Regions from separate parts of the Mus musculus genome. Here regions 2, 3 and 4 are each linked to region 1. The links are chromatin contacts, called in public Hi-C and promoter capture Hi-C maps. All regions are on one chromosome and are shown on one strand. The core of a region is the stretch at or near the end of the contact, and the rest is flanking DNA. Distances in the headings are between cores, read along the strand shown. Region 1 holds the start of 2410002F23Rik (RIKEN cDNA 2410002F23 gene). Region 2 holds the start of Klk11 (kallikrein related-peptidase 11). Region 3 holds the start of Mybpc2 (myosin binding protein C, fast-type). Region 4 holds the start of Klk8 (kallikrein related-peptidase 8).

Region 1 (2,857 bases), core at 107-2,606:
AATGTCAAGGCTACTTGCCTTCAGGGATGGTGGCCAAGCTAACACAATAGAAAAGATTGACAAACACAAAATCCACTAGAGGCTCCAAGTTCCCCAGTCCAGTAGGTCCATAGAGATTCCCTATGGACATGATGTTCTGTCTTGGTTCGTAACCTTGAAAAACACAACCTGCAAAGACACACATCCTTCTGAGGAGCCTGGTGGGAGAACTATGGGGGTTCTACAGAGCAAAATGCAAACAAGCAAAACCCTGCTGAGATTTTATATATATAATATAGGCTTATATACATATATATATTTATATAAATAAATAAATAAATAAATGGAAGGCCCAGTGACTTACTCAGCGAGATTTGAACCACCCTGTGAAAGCTGTCTGGGAGATGATTTAGCAAGGAACACAAAGAGAACAGTAGGATTCCCAAGAGGAAAGAGTTTAATCAAGTGTGATAATGGCACTGACCAGTAAGTAGGCAGAAAAAGATTGGTTTACAGGCAAAGGTGTGGTTAAAATATTTTGGGAGAAATATGTAATTTACTTGAGTAGCTGAACCGAAAATGCTTGTACCATCAGGCCCTACAAGACCATCCTGTAGCCATTGTATTAGTATTCTTGCAGGTGAACAAAGGCCTGGCTCCCTTCCTCCTCGTCTACTCCTACCTGCTGCTCCGAAGCAATCCAGTCCTCCACGTGCACTCACTTCCGCCTTGGTAACTCCGTATCGTGTATCTGCCCCTACACCCCATCCTCCTCCAGCCCTCATGTGTTCTAGGTTGCACAAAATTGCCAAAATCCCACACGGGGGAGGGGCAGTGGTAGAGATTTCCTACGGAGAGAACCTGCAGGTAGCACGGGGCTGTCACTGGGAGGAAAGATTCTATGTCACACACCCCCCTCCCTGTCGCCTAAAAAAAAAAAAAAAACCGGGAAGATGGCGGACAAGACCCGCGACGTGAGCAGCAGAAATGGCGTAGCCCGGCTAAGGCAAGACAAAGGAAGGCCTGGCCCGGCATCCCAAGCTCCACAAACCTGGCGAAAGGCATTGTCCCGAAAGTACCCGCATCCGCCCCTTCGAGAGAAACCCTGGTTCCAGCCCGAGCACGCCCGCGGCCCCAAGCAGCGCCCTTGAGCCCGTCCGCGCGACAGGTACACCCGTGACCAGGCCACGGACACCTCGGGACACGTGCTTCCCAGGGTGCAAAGCAGCACCACCGACTGGAAGGTACCGAGGCCAACACCGTGGAAAAACTCACCGGGACAGACCTCACCTCACACGCGATCGCCACAGGCGCGCGCCACCGCCGCGTGTCCCCATTTATAGCGCGCGCTGCCCGTCAGCCCCACCCATCGCGCTCGCAAGGCCCCGCCTCCAGCGGCTCTTGGGCCCCGCCCTGAGGTAGCCCACACTTACGCCTGAGCCGGGGATCCTGCTTTCACGGTGGCAGAAAGAATAAACGTCTGTTGCCCTTAGGACATTCCTGATCAGGTGATAAGGTACGTTGTTCCCAAAGAGGATGAAGAGAATGAAGAACATATCTGAAAGGTTCTTCCGTTACTTCCGTCAGGCAGCTCTTAGACAGCTCCCAAGGAGAGGGCGGGACGAGAAAGCCCCCCATGGGGTGGGGGTTTGGCCAGAACCGGAAATCCCCCGACTTGCCAGCGCGGCAGGCTAGCTCGTTTTTGCTGCAGAAGCTGGGGTCCGCTAAAAGGGCCCACCCGGCAGTAGTCGCAGCTGCGGCGCGGGAGGCAGGACCAGCACACACTGGCAGACTTTTAGGGAACCATGGGTGTGGTGTAGTTAGAGGGCTGGGTTCTGTGATGTGCGGGCCCGGAGCGGGGACGCTAGGGCGGAAAGGAGGGGAATTCCCTGTGCCAGAAAGAGGGCAGGTTGGGGTCTGGACCCCTGGGTGTGAGGGAGGGTGGGTGGTGTCTGGACCCTTGTGTATGAGGGCGTGAGGCTGGAGGGCTGCACTACTGGGTTTGAATCTGGAGGCTGAGATAAGGACTGCTGGGTCTGAGGAAGGAGGCGGAGGGCTGGAACCCCTAGGTCTTGGGGGATAAGGGTCAGGGTTCTGAATACTTGGATGAGCTCGAAGTGGGTCCTCAACCACAGAAGTCATAGAACATTTTTTTTTTAAAAGTCTGCACCTCATACCAGTTCTCTCTTTCTTCATTTTGCCCTCCAAATAGTCTATGTTACACTCTTCAAGCTCTAGATTCCTTAATGTGACCTGAGTATTCTTTGTTTAGCTGGCCCTCTGCTCATTAGGGCTCTTTCTCATTCCGCTGGGGAGACTGGCCTGGGAACCTAGTGGTCTGAAGTAAAGGGAAAGATTCTTCTCTTAGGTAAACGAGTTTCCATTATTGCTGCTGGCTCACACCAGAGGAAAGTCAATAGTTTGATGAGACAAGGCCTCTCTCTCTAGAACAGGCTGGCCTTGAGCTCAGAAAGCTCCCTGTCTGCTTCTGTGCTTGGCTCCCGTTACCACATTGATGGTTAATATGGTCAACTTCTCCAAATCTGGTATTACCTAGGAAAGAAGCCTTGGAGCATACCTTGTGGAGAGTTATCTAGGTTAGCTTAGCCGCTGACCATGCACAGGTTATCTTAGTTGGGTTAGTTGACCTGGGAAGGCACACCCACTATTGGGGAACCATGGGCTGCATAAATGGAGAAAGCTGAGCACCAGTGTAAATGTCCCTCTGACTGCAGATGCAGTGTGACCAGCAGCCTCCTCAAGCTCCTGCCTCCTTGACCCTCACCTTACCTCTCCATGTGATGAACTGCACTTTGAACTGTGAACCTGTCCCCTTACGTGGCGTTTATCAGGGTGTTTTATCATAGCAACAGAAAAA
Region 2 (2,732 bases), core at 172-2,671, 470 kb after region 1:
GGGGCTGGACGTGGTGCCCCATCCAGAAATGAGGCAGCTGGTGCCTGCAGCGACACAGTGTGGGGACAGGGTGAGTGGCTGCACAGCTCGGGTAAAGAAGACGGGAGACGACATCTTCACAAGCATTATGTCATTCCGGTGGTCTTTGTTGGGGAGGCTGTTGTTGAAGTCGGGGTGGGGGAAGGACTCAGTGGCCATCCGCCTCTGCTCACAGCCGTCTGTCTTCTCTAGATTGTGCTCTCCAAGGAGGATCACGTAATGGCTGAGGTGGGAGAGATGTGGTCAGAGGTAGAAAGGTAGGGGGACAGGGCAGGGGTGGGGAGGGAGAGATGATGAATTGTGCCTTGTGAACACCCAGACCCATCTACCATCACTCGCTCCTTCATCCTCATCCTGACTAAGGCCATCATCTATTCTAAGACCACCTCATTCCTTTGTCATCAACTCAACTAGATCCCCATCATACAAACTAATGCCACTCCATCCCCAAACCCTCTATCTTCATACCAACCAGGCCTCCGTCATACACACTAATGCTACTTTACCCTCTCCAGTCTGATCATCCATGCTAACACCACACCATCCCCAACCCCTCCACCCACTGCTGCCACCCCCACACGTTCTCTCTGGACCCAGCCCCTCTCTCCATTCATCTCTCCATCTCCAGCCCCCTCCCAGCCCCGCCCAGCCCCGCCCCAGCCCCCGCACCCACGGCTTGCGGCAGTGGGCTGCTGTCAGGAGCCATTTGGGGGCGATGAGGGTTGCCCCACAGAGAAGCCGTGTCTTCTGAAAGAGGGCCACCTGCCATGGCTGTGAGTGAGGCCTGCACTCATAACCCTTGATGATCCTCGTCTCTCCCCCTACGTGCCCTGAAGGGGGCAAAAGATGAAGTACAAGCATAAGAGGGGGTAGGCTGGTAGAGAGACCCCAGAAATGAAAGTAAGCAAAAGAATAGCTGTTCTCATTCTTAGCTGTCACGTGCTGGCATAAGACTATACTTCCAGGTCATTAGTGGCTGTCCTAAGATTTTGAGGGGACCCAACCCCCACCCCCATTCCTCCTCTTAGTCCCACTTGATTATGCCTGGTATAGCTCAGACTACTTCATGGGGGTGATCTCCAAGCAGGTGTCACTGTAGCTGGGGGGCCTTAGAAGTAGAATAGGGAGCCCCCCTTCCCTCTAAGCCCCACCGTACCTGTTACCAGAGCAAGTGCAATGAGTCGGAGAATCATCCTGGCCTGGAGTAGGGCAGGGCGGGCGCCAGGTTCCCCTGGGGACAAGGAGGGAGGTCTAATCACTTTAAGAGGCGATCAGAATGCTGGCTTTTGGGTTTTCTTCTTTCCTTCACCTGTTGGGTCTCTCTGCTTCTCTGACTACCTGCCTCCTTCCCCCAGGGGAACCTCCTGGTTCTCACACCAATCCCCAAGCCTGTAAGAAAAGCCTTGTGCTTCCAGAGTGGCTTGGATCTAGGCTAGCAGCTTCCTGGATATTGAGAACAACAAAACAGCTGGGAGGGGCTTTGTTGGGCAAGGCTCCTGGCTCACTCAGGTTGAGCTGCTCGGAGAAGGAAGACCCCGGGAGAAAATCTTAGAGAATATTTTTCTTTTTCTTTACATGAGAACCTGGCTTGTTCCACAACTGGGAGCCCCACAACTGGGAAGACAAGGGGGAAGGGGCTAACTACTGGGTAAGGACCTCATTTTTGATGTCCCAACATGTAGAATATTAGGGACCTGTGAGGTCTGTCCACAACCAGTGAAGTCTCTCCCTCCACCTTGCTGAACTCCAGTGAAGGACAGCTGGACTGGGCTGGGTGTGGTTGGCTAAGGGACAGCTGGTGCCTACAGCTGCCCTGGCTGGCGGGGGTGGGAGAGAAGGGCAGGACGAAGCCACCTGAGGGGACGGACTGGACGGAGGTCACTGAGTTTGGGGGCAGCAGTTTAGAGGTGAGAGATACAGAGGGAAGCAGAGTGTGGCTTCAAGTCCCTCCCCATCTTCCAAGGACATCTTCAAGAGGGGGAAAATGCATGCTGGGACAGAAGAGGCCTAGCTTCTAGGATGGCAGTCTTCTGGAATGGGTGGGGGTGGGGGTGGGGGTGGGGATGAGGGTGGGGGTGGGAGAACCTTCCCTTCTCTCCTGGATTCATTCCTGGGCTCTGGGGATGGGAACTCTAAAGGGTGCGGTTGACACTGCAGCAGGCTGGGTCTGAGCACCTGGGGAGAAGGCAGGCAGGCAGGCAGGCAGAGGGCTTGGCCTCCGGAAGGGGGGCCGCTGGGATGACTGGGCTTCTAATCCTGCCTTATTGCCCTGGGAGAGAGCTGTGTGTGGGCCCTCCCAAGGCAGCCTTGGGGTCTGGGAGACAAGATATCACTTGTCTGAGCCCCTCTTCTCCCTGTGGTCTCCTCTTCTTGTAGGTATACCCTTTTTTTTTCCAGCAGGTCTCAGAGTCTCGGGCCCCCACATCCCTCTCTCCCCTCTGTGTGTGTGATTTTGGTCTCTGCCTCTAGGCTTCTGTCCCTGCTTGTCTTTGGATCCTTGTTTCCTCTTGTCACAGCTTTTTGTCCCTACAACCCCTTTCTAGGCCTCCCATTGTGCCTGTCTCTGTCTCCTCTCTAAGGCCTCCATTGCTCTCTCTCCTCCTGTGGGCCTCTCCCTTCTCACAGCCTAGGCCCAGCGGGCCCCTTGGCCTCCTTTGGGCCCTCCCTTCTCCTTTCCAAAGAGGGGGGAATCT
Region 3 (2,700 bases), core at 83-2,582, 280 kb before region 1:
AAAATTAAGCCGTCTTGGGACCCTTTATTAGGAACTGTCCCCTGCACCTCCACATGAACTCTTCTGAGACTGTGGCAGTCATAGGGAGGGAGGGGGAGGGAGGGGGAGGGAGAAAGGAAGGTGGTGGGCCAGGCTAGGGCTTGAATGAGGAAACCATTGTTTCCCACCTTGCTTTTCTGCTCACCCCTCCATTCCAGACATCTGACTGTTCGGTTTTTGTTTTTTTGTCTTGAAGATAGGCTCTTCCTTACGTTGTAGTTCAGGCTGGTCTTGAAGTCACTCCAATGGCCCTGTCTCAGCTCAGTCTCTGGAATTCCGGGTTACAGGGGTGTGTTACTACAATGGGTTGCTGTGCAACTTGCCTGCTCCCTAGGGAGCGAGGTGGAAGTTTTTGCACTGCAACCAATGGTGTGACAGGACTTTGTGCCCCCAGAAGCCAGGAAGCTTCCGGCTGTTAGGGGATCTTTTTTTTGAAAGTAGAAAGGAGGGAGGGACACAAAGAGTAAAAGGGGGGGGGGAGGACAGCTTGTCTTCGATACCCTGGTTCCTTCCTCTGACACCCTTCTGGGCCAGCCACACCTGTGGTTCCCCAAGTGTCCCTCTCCTCCTCCTTACCCGCTCCTCCCCTCTGGTGCTGGGAAGGAGCCGGGCCTGGGCAGCTCTCCAGGGCCTTCCCGGCCTCTCTGCACTTGGCCGGTGACGGGCAGCCGGCCAGGCCGCTCCCATTGGGACCCGGATCAGAATAGGGCGGGAGGGACACCGAGAACTCTTCCCTGAGGCCGGCACCCGTCCTGCCTACGCGGGGGAAATCGGACTATCCTTCCCGTCTCTGGTTTCTAGAAAACTCCTGACTGGGGCTAAGAAAGGCTTCCAGAACCCGCCCCGCTTGCCCCGTGCACCTGAGACTCCCAGCCCCCCACGCCCGTTCCCAAGACCCAGGATTTCCCTCCCTTTTTTCCTTTTCTCTTTTCCTCCTCGTTCTTTGCCCCCACACAAGTGCCCTCTCTGCTTCCCCCCTCTCCCCATCTTGTGCTCTGGCCACTTCTCGTTCCTCCTTCTCCCCCCCACTTCATCCAGGACCTAAGAATCTGGACCCCTGTGCCCCCAGACTCTGGGGTTCCAGTTCCCCTCTTTCTGCGGTCACGCAGTCTTCACCTTTGCACCTCCACAGACTCAGGTGTCTAAGCACCACATCCCATCCCCACTAGGGCCTTGGCATCCCTCCACTCCTGCCTGCTCGCTATTTCTCGCCCTTTAGAGCATGCAAGAGGAATGCGGGGCGGCCCTGCGCTGCCTCCTGGGAGTCTCGAGACTCCATAAAGGGCTCCTCCTGGAGACCCACCTGTCCCTGCTAGGGCCTGGTTAGAGCCACTGCGGTCCCAAGTCCTGGGAGCAGGAGAAGGTCGCCGACATGCCTGAGGCTAAACCAGGTGGCTGGCCCGAAACCTTCTTGGGGGTGGGGGTGGGGATGGGGTGGAGGGTAGGGTGCACACAAGGGGATTTCTACTATGGGAGGAGGGGGTCCTTTGCCTGTTCCTACATCTAGGTAGAGTGTAGGTTCCTTTCCTGCTTGGGGAAGAGGGACCCTTTCTGTGTGCACAGATGGGTCCCTTCCTAATGCAGGACCATGAGGTCTATTGTCTGTGTAGGGTCAGGAGTCCCCTTCCTCTTCGGGGACTGGGAGACCCATCTTGGGTAGAAATCTCAGTTGTGCAATTATAAATTGGCCTCGGTTTTCTTTCTCTCTCCCCTTCTCTCTTTGCTCTCTCACCCCACCCCTGCCCCCAAGCCCTCCAGGCTGTCCTCAAAGTCTGCAGCCTAGGCTGGCCCCAAACTCACTCCGGAGCTAAGGCTGGCTGGGAAGTCCTAAAATCATACTGCCTCAGTCTACCAAGACTGGACGGCAGGCATGGGCTACTACACCCTGCTGGGGGTGTGTGTGTGTGTGTGTGTGTGTGTCTCCTTTTCTTCTTTCCTTTCCTTTCTTTTTTCTCCCCATCCCCTTTTTCTTTTTGGTTTTTCAAGACAGGGTTTCTCTGGTGTATCCCTGGCTTTGGCTGTCCTAGAACTAGCACTGTAGACCAGCTTGGTCTCAAACTCACAAGAGATCCACCTGCCTCTGCCTCCCATGTGCTGGGATTAAAGGCGTGCACCACCATGGCCTGGCAATATAATTTTTTTTTTCTATGTGGGTGTCTCTTTTTCTTGAGGCTGACAGGATCTTGCTTGTGCATTGCTGGGGCTCAGCTTGGGGACAGGGTCCTCTCCAGGTGGGCGAGCACCCTCGAGGTAGTTGAGTCTCCTCACTGAGTGAAGATTAGGATCATAGGGTGCTTCTATGGACACAACAGGACTCCATGTGCATGGAACGATACTCTTCTGTGTAAATATGAGAACCCCTTTGGTGTGCGCATTGGACTTCTGTGAAGGAATCGTGTGTCTCTCTTCCATGGGTGGGGCCCTCTTTTTCCTGCTGTGCTGGGGAAGGAATCCAGAGCCTCCTACCTGCTTGGCAAATACTGGCCATGTCCCAGCACCCCCGTCTCTCTTCATGTGCAGTTAGGCACGGGAGGCATTAGGTCCTTAGGGGGCAGGGATAGTCTATATGCTGGTTAGGGCTTTCTCCTTTTGTGGAAGTGGGCACTGCACACAAGCCCTGGTGTCACCTACCCCTAGGTGGCTGTTCCCCTGGGGTCAGCC
Region 4 (2,740 bases), core at 181-2,680, 450 kb after region 1:
AAGTTGGGGGTACTTGGGGGTTCTTTCCACTCCTTCTCCCTCAGAACCCATTCATCTTCCACCAAGCCCAGGAGTCCAGGCCCTAGCCTGTCTGCCTCAGATCCAGCAGTCCTCCTTAGCCCTCCTCCCTCAGACCCAAGTTTTAACTTCCTCCTCTTCCTCAAACAGAGCCCTGAGCCTCTTCCCTCCAGGTCCACCCACATGTGCCCAGCCCTTCACTCACTGTTTTTTGCAGTGGGCTGCCGTGAGGACCCATCTGTCTCCAACCAGGACACCCCCACAGATCAGTCTCTCGCCCTGGAACAAGGCTGCCTGCCAAGGCTGGGAGTGGGGTATACACTCTCGACCTTCCAGGATCTTGGAGCCCTGAGCTCTGGTGAGCCCTGCATCAGGAAGGAGAAGGGTGGGTCGCCACCCTCGATGTCAGAGCCCCAGCCAGGAAAGCCACTGTGGGTTCAAATGGACACACAGGCCAGTTCCTCTGCGGACCGTCTCTTATGCCTTCAACAGATAAGTTTCCAGCATCCATTGGAACATGGCCACATGTAAGTTCACTGAGACCTGAGAATAATCAACACTAGGCACAGCCCTCACCATGCTTCCACGCACGTCTACACGAGTTCTAGACATCCCCACACCAAATTCAGCTTTGTCTGACAGGCAATAAGAATCTCTTCCGCAGCCATGCATCTATGGGAAACTCAACCCACTTCCTCACCACTGAGTTGCTATCTCTACTCGCTACCAAGAAAGCTCCCCGGTCCCCAAGCCCACCACAGGCACCCACACACCCACGTGTCAGAAGGAACTCACTCAGAGTCCAGTAACCCCTACCCCACTGAAGGCCCTGGGTGGTGGGACCTGTTCCTCTCACCTGCCCACGCTCCCATGAACAGAAGCAGAAGGATCCACGGCTGGATTGCACAGGGTGGGGGGCGTCCCATGGTGGCCTCTGAGGAAGAGGGTGGAACTAAGAGGAAGTCCGAGGGAGGAGCCTGAGATCTTGTTGTCTGGGGAACTGGGGGAAGGAGGTGTTTCCGGAGCTGTCTTGAGTCTTGCTGGAGGATGGAGCTAGGGGCTGAGAAAGCTAGGGCAGAGCTCTAGATCCCCGAATTTTAGTGTGGGGGAGAGCTTGCTGTTGGGGATCCAGACATTATAAAGGAGTTCTGGCCCACTTGTGAGATTGGAGAGAAAGATCTGAGGCTGTGACTCCAACGTCCTGGGGAAGAGGGAGCTTAAGAGACCCGCTTGAAGATCCTGAGAGAAAGAATGTGAGCCTGGGGGTGGGAGGGTCCTGGGCTCAGAGAAAGGGGACCTCCCTGCGCCTGAGGTCCGTGTCTGGGGACCTCTGCGCCTCACCTTCCAGAATGCAAGGGGCGGGGTCACTCGGACTCGGTGGAAGAGGCCCCCGGACTTCCCTTCGGTGTGTCGGGTACAAGATTTTGCAGCCTTTTAACGAGGAAGCCCCGCCCACGGCCCCGCCTTCTGCCCGCACCTTGCTGCGGTGCGGCTGAACCCGCAAGCGCTCGAGGAGGGGCACGGGCTGGAGTGACTTTAGGAGGAGGGACTGGAGCCTCGGAAACCGAGGTGAGGACTAGAGGGGCAGTGCACCGACCCCCGGGGTAGAACGGAAGAGATGGGTCGGAGGGAGGCAACTGGAACCTGGGCTCGTGGGCCTGATGGAGGAGGGCTGGTATTTGGATATCTTGGTCTGAGAGAGAAGGAACAAAGCCTGGACCCGAGTCTGAGGGAGAAAAGTGAAAGCTTGAATCCCCGAGTCCGAGGGAAGTGAGTTGGGGTTTGAATACCTCATCTGAACCCCTGGATTTAAGGGAGGAGCTCTGATTTAGACTTCGGAGTTGGAGGGTGGAGGTTGAATCTGAAGAAGGACTGGGGTGTTCTGCAGGGTCTGAAGAAGCAGGGGGCTGGAATTAAGTTCTCTGTCCTTAATGAAGGATGGGCTTGAAACTGAATTTTGTGAAAATTGGGAAAGGCGGTGTTCTGGTTGGGGACTTTGAGGGCGGGTCAGGAACCAGCCCGGGGCATCTGGGTAGGCAGGTTAGGGTGGCGCTGTAACCTGGTTTCCCCTTCCTCCCAGGGCGGCGGGACCAGCCCTGGCTGAAGTCCCAAGGTGCTGCAATAAGCTTGTTGTTAAGGTTGCAGAGGTTCGGCCGGAGCAGGTTCGTTCATTTACCCTTTCCTCCCAACCTGTGCGCACCCTGTATCCCACATTACAGGCGACAGGAAGTGATCGTTCCTATGGTTTATTCTGATTCACCTGGGGGCTCTAGAGAGATCAATGCTCCCATCATCCTATGTCAAGAGTCAGACCCAAAACACACTCGGAGCAGAACCCAGAGCTGTTTGAGGTCCACGTGCGCAGAATAGGCGCAGTCCTAGCGTGACTAGGAGTGGGGACAAATGGGATGGAGTCCAGAGAAGAAATCCTATTGGGTGAAATATGAAGGGTTGCAGCAGCTATTTAGGGAAAGATATTTCTTGGCGGTGATCCTGAGGGTTGGGCTATTCCAGAGAATGGTGATTAAAATGGTGTAGCATGGGCCAGGAGCAAAGGAGGTGTGTCTCAGTTGGTTTTTTTTTTTTTTTTGAAGGGGCGTGGTTTTATTATAATTGTTTTGCCTGGGAGCAGACCCCAAGAGGGAAGATGACCTAAGTGGGAGGAGTCTTCGGGGGAGACTAAGGAGTGAAGTCTGAGGGTCCGAAGTCTGAGAGGGCGGAG

The links. Promoter capture Hi-C pulls out the DNA fragments that hold promoters and counts their contacts. Hi-C and Micro-C count contacts between places; a contact is called where the count stands out from the background.
Region 2: a contact with region 1 is called in a promoter capture Hi-C map of neural stem cells. The contact joins the promoter of Klk11 here to the promoter of 2410002F23Rik in region 1. A contact is called at or near these places in 7 of 39 promoter capture datasets (the 3T3-L1 cell line, embryonic stem cells, hippocampal neurons and 2 more), 1 of 484 Hi-C or Micro-C datasets (embryonic stem cells), 5 of 115 datasets of contacts at active chromatin or transcription factors (the NIH/3T3 cell line, embryonic fibroblasts, embryonic stem cells and 1 more) and 1 of 9 other capture datasets (liver).
Region 3: a contact with region 1 is called in a promoter capture Hi-C map of neural stem cells. The contact joins the promoter of Mybpc2 here to the promoter of 2410002F23Rik in region 1. A contact is called at or near these places in 2 of 39 promoter capture datasets (embryonic stem cells and neural stem cells), 2 of 484 Hi-C or Micro-C datasets (the G1E-ER4 cell line and embryonic stem cells), 5 of 115 datasets of contacts at active chromatin or transcription factors (acute myeloid leukemia, embryonic hindbrain, embryonic stem cells and 2 more) and 5 of 9 other capture datasets (adipose tissue, embryonic stem cells, liver and 2 more).
Region 4: a Hi-C map of Th1 cells shows a contact between it and region 1, with 3 times the contacts expected there. The contact joins the promoter of Klk8 here to the promoter of 2410002F23Rik in region 1. A contact is called at or near these places in 7 of 39 promoter capture datasets (embryonic stem cells, hippocampal neurons, neural stem cells and 1 more), 3 of 484 Hi-C or Micro-C datasets (Th1 cells, cortical neurons and embryonic stem cells), 8 of 115 datasets of contacts at active chromatin or transcription factors (T-cell acute lymphoblastic leukemia, embryonic fibroblasts, embryonic stem cells and 3 more) and 3 of 9 other capture datasets (adipose tissue, embryonic stem cells and liver).

Annotation. Positions count from the first base shown.
Region 1 is chr7:44,245,221-44,248,077 of GRCm38.p6, reverse strand. It overlaps 2410002F23Rik (RIKEN cDNA 2410002F23 gene), which reads right to left and starts at 1,356. Exons shown (of 6, transcript NM_025880.4): 1 at 1,255-1,356.
Region 2 is chr7:43,775,018-43,777,749 of GRCm38.p6, reverse strand. Klk11 (kallikrein related-peptidase 11) reads right to left here and starts at 1,421. Exons shown (of 5, transcript NM_019974.2): 1 at 1,196-1,421; 2 at 713-869; 3 at 1-262. The coding sequence starts at 1,232.
Region 3 is chr7:44,523,301-44,526,000 of GRCm38.p6, reverse strand. Mybpc2 (myosin binding protein C, fast-type) reads left to right here and starts at 1,332. Exons shown (of 28, transcript NM_146189.3): 1 at 1,332-1,430. The coding sequence starts at 1,412. It overlaps Spib (Spi-B transcription factor (Spi-1/PU.1 related)), which reads left to right. Exons shown (of 6, transcript NM_019866.1): 6 at 1-6.
Region 4 is chr7:43,796,267-43,799,006 of GRCm38.p6, reverse strand. Klk8 (kallikrein related-peptidase 8) reads right to left here and starts at 1,430. Exons shown (of 5, transcript NM_008940.3): 1 at 875-1,430; 2 at 224-383. The coding sequence starts at 944. Klk9 (kallikrein related-peptidase 9) reads right to left here. Exons shown (of 5, transcript NM_028660.3): 5 at 2,251-2,740.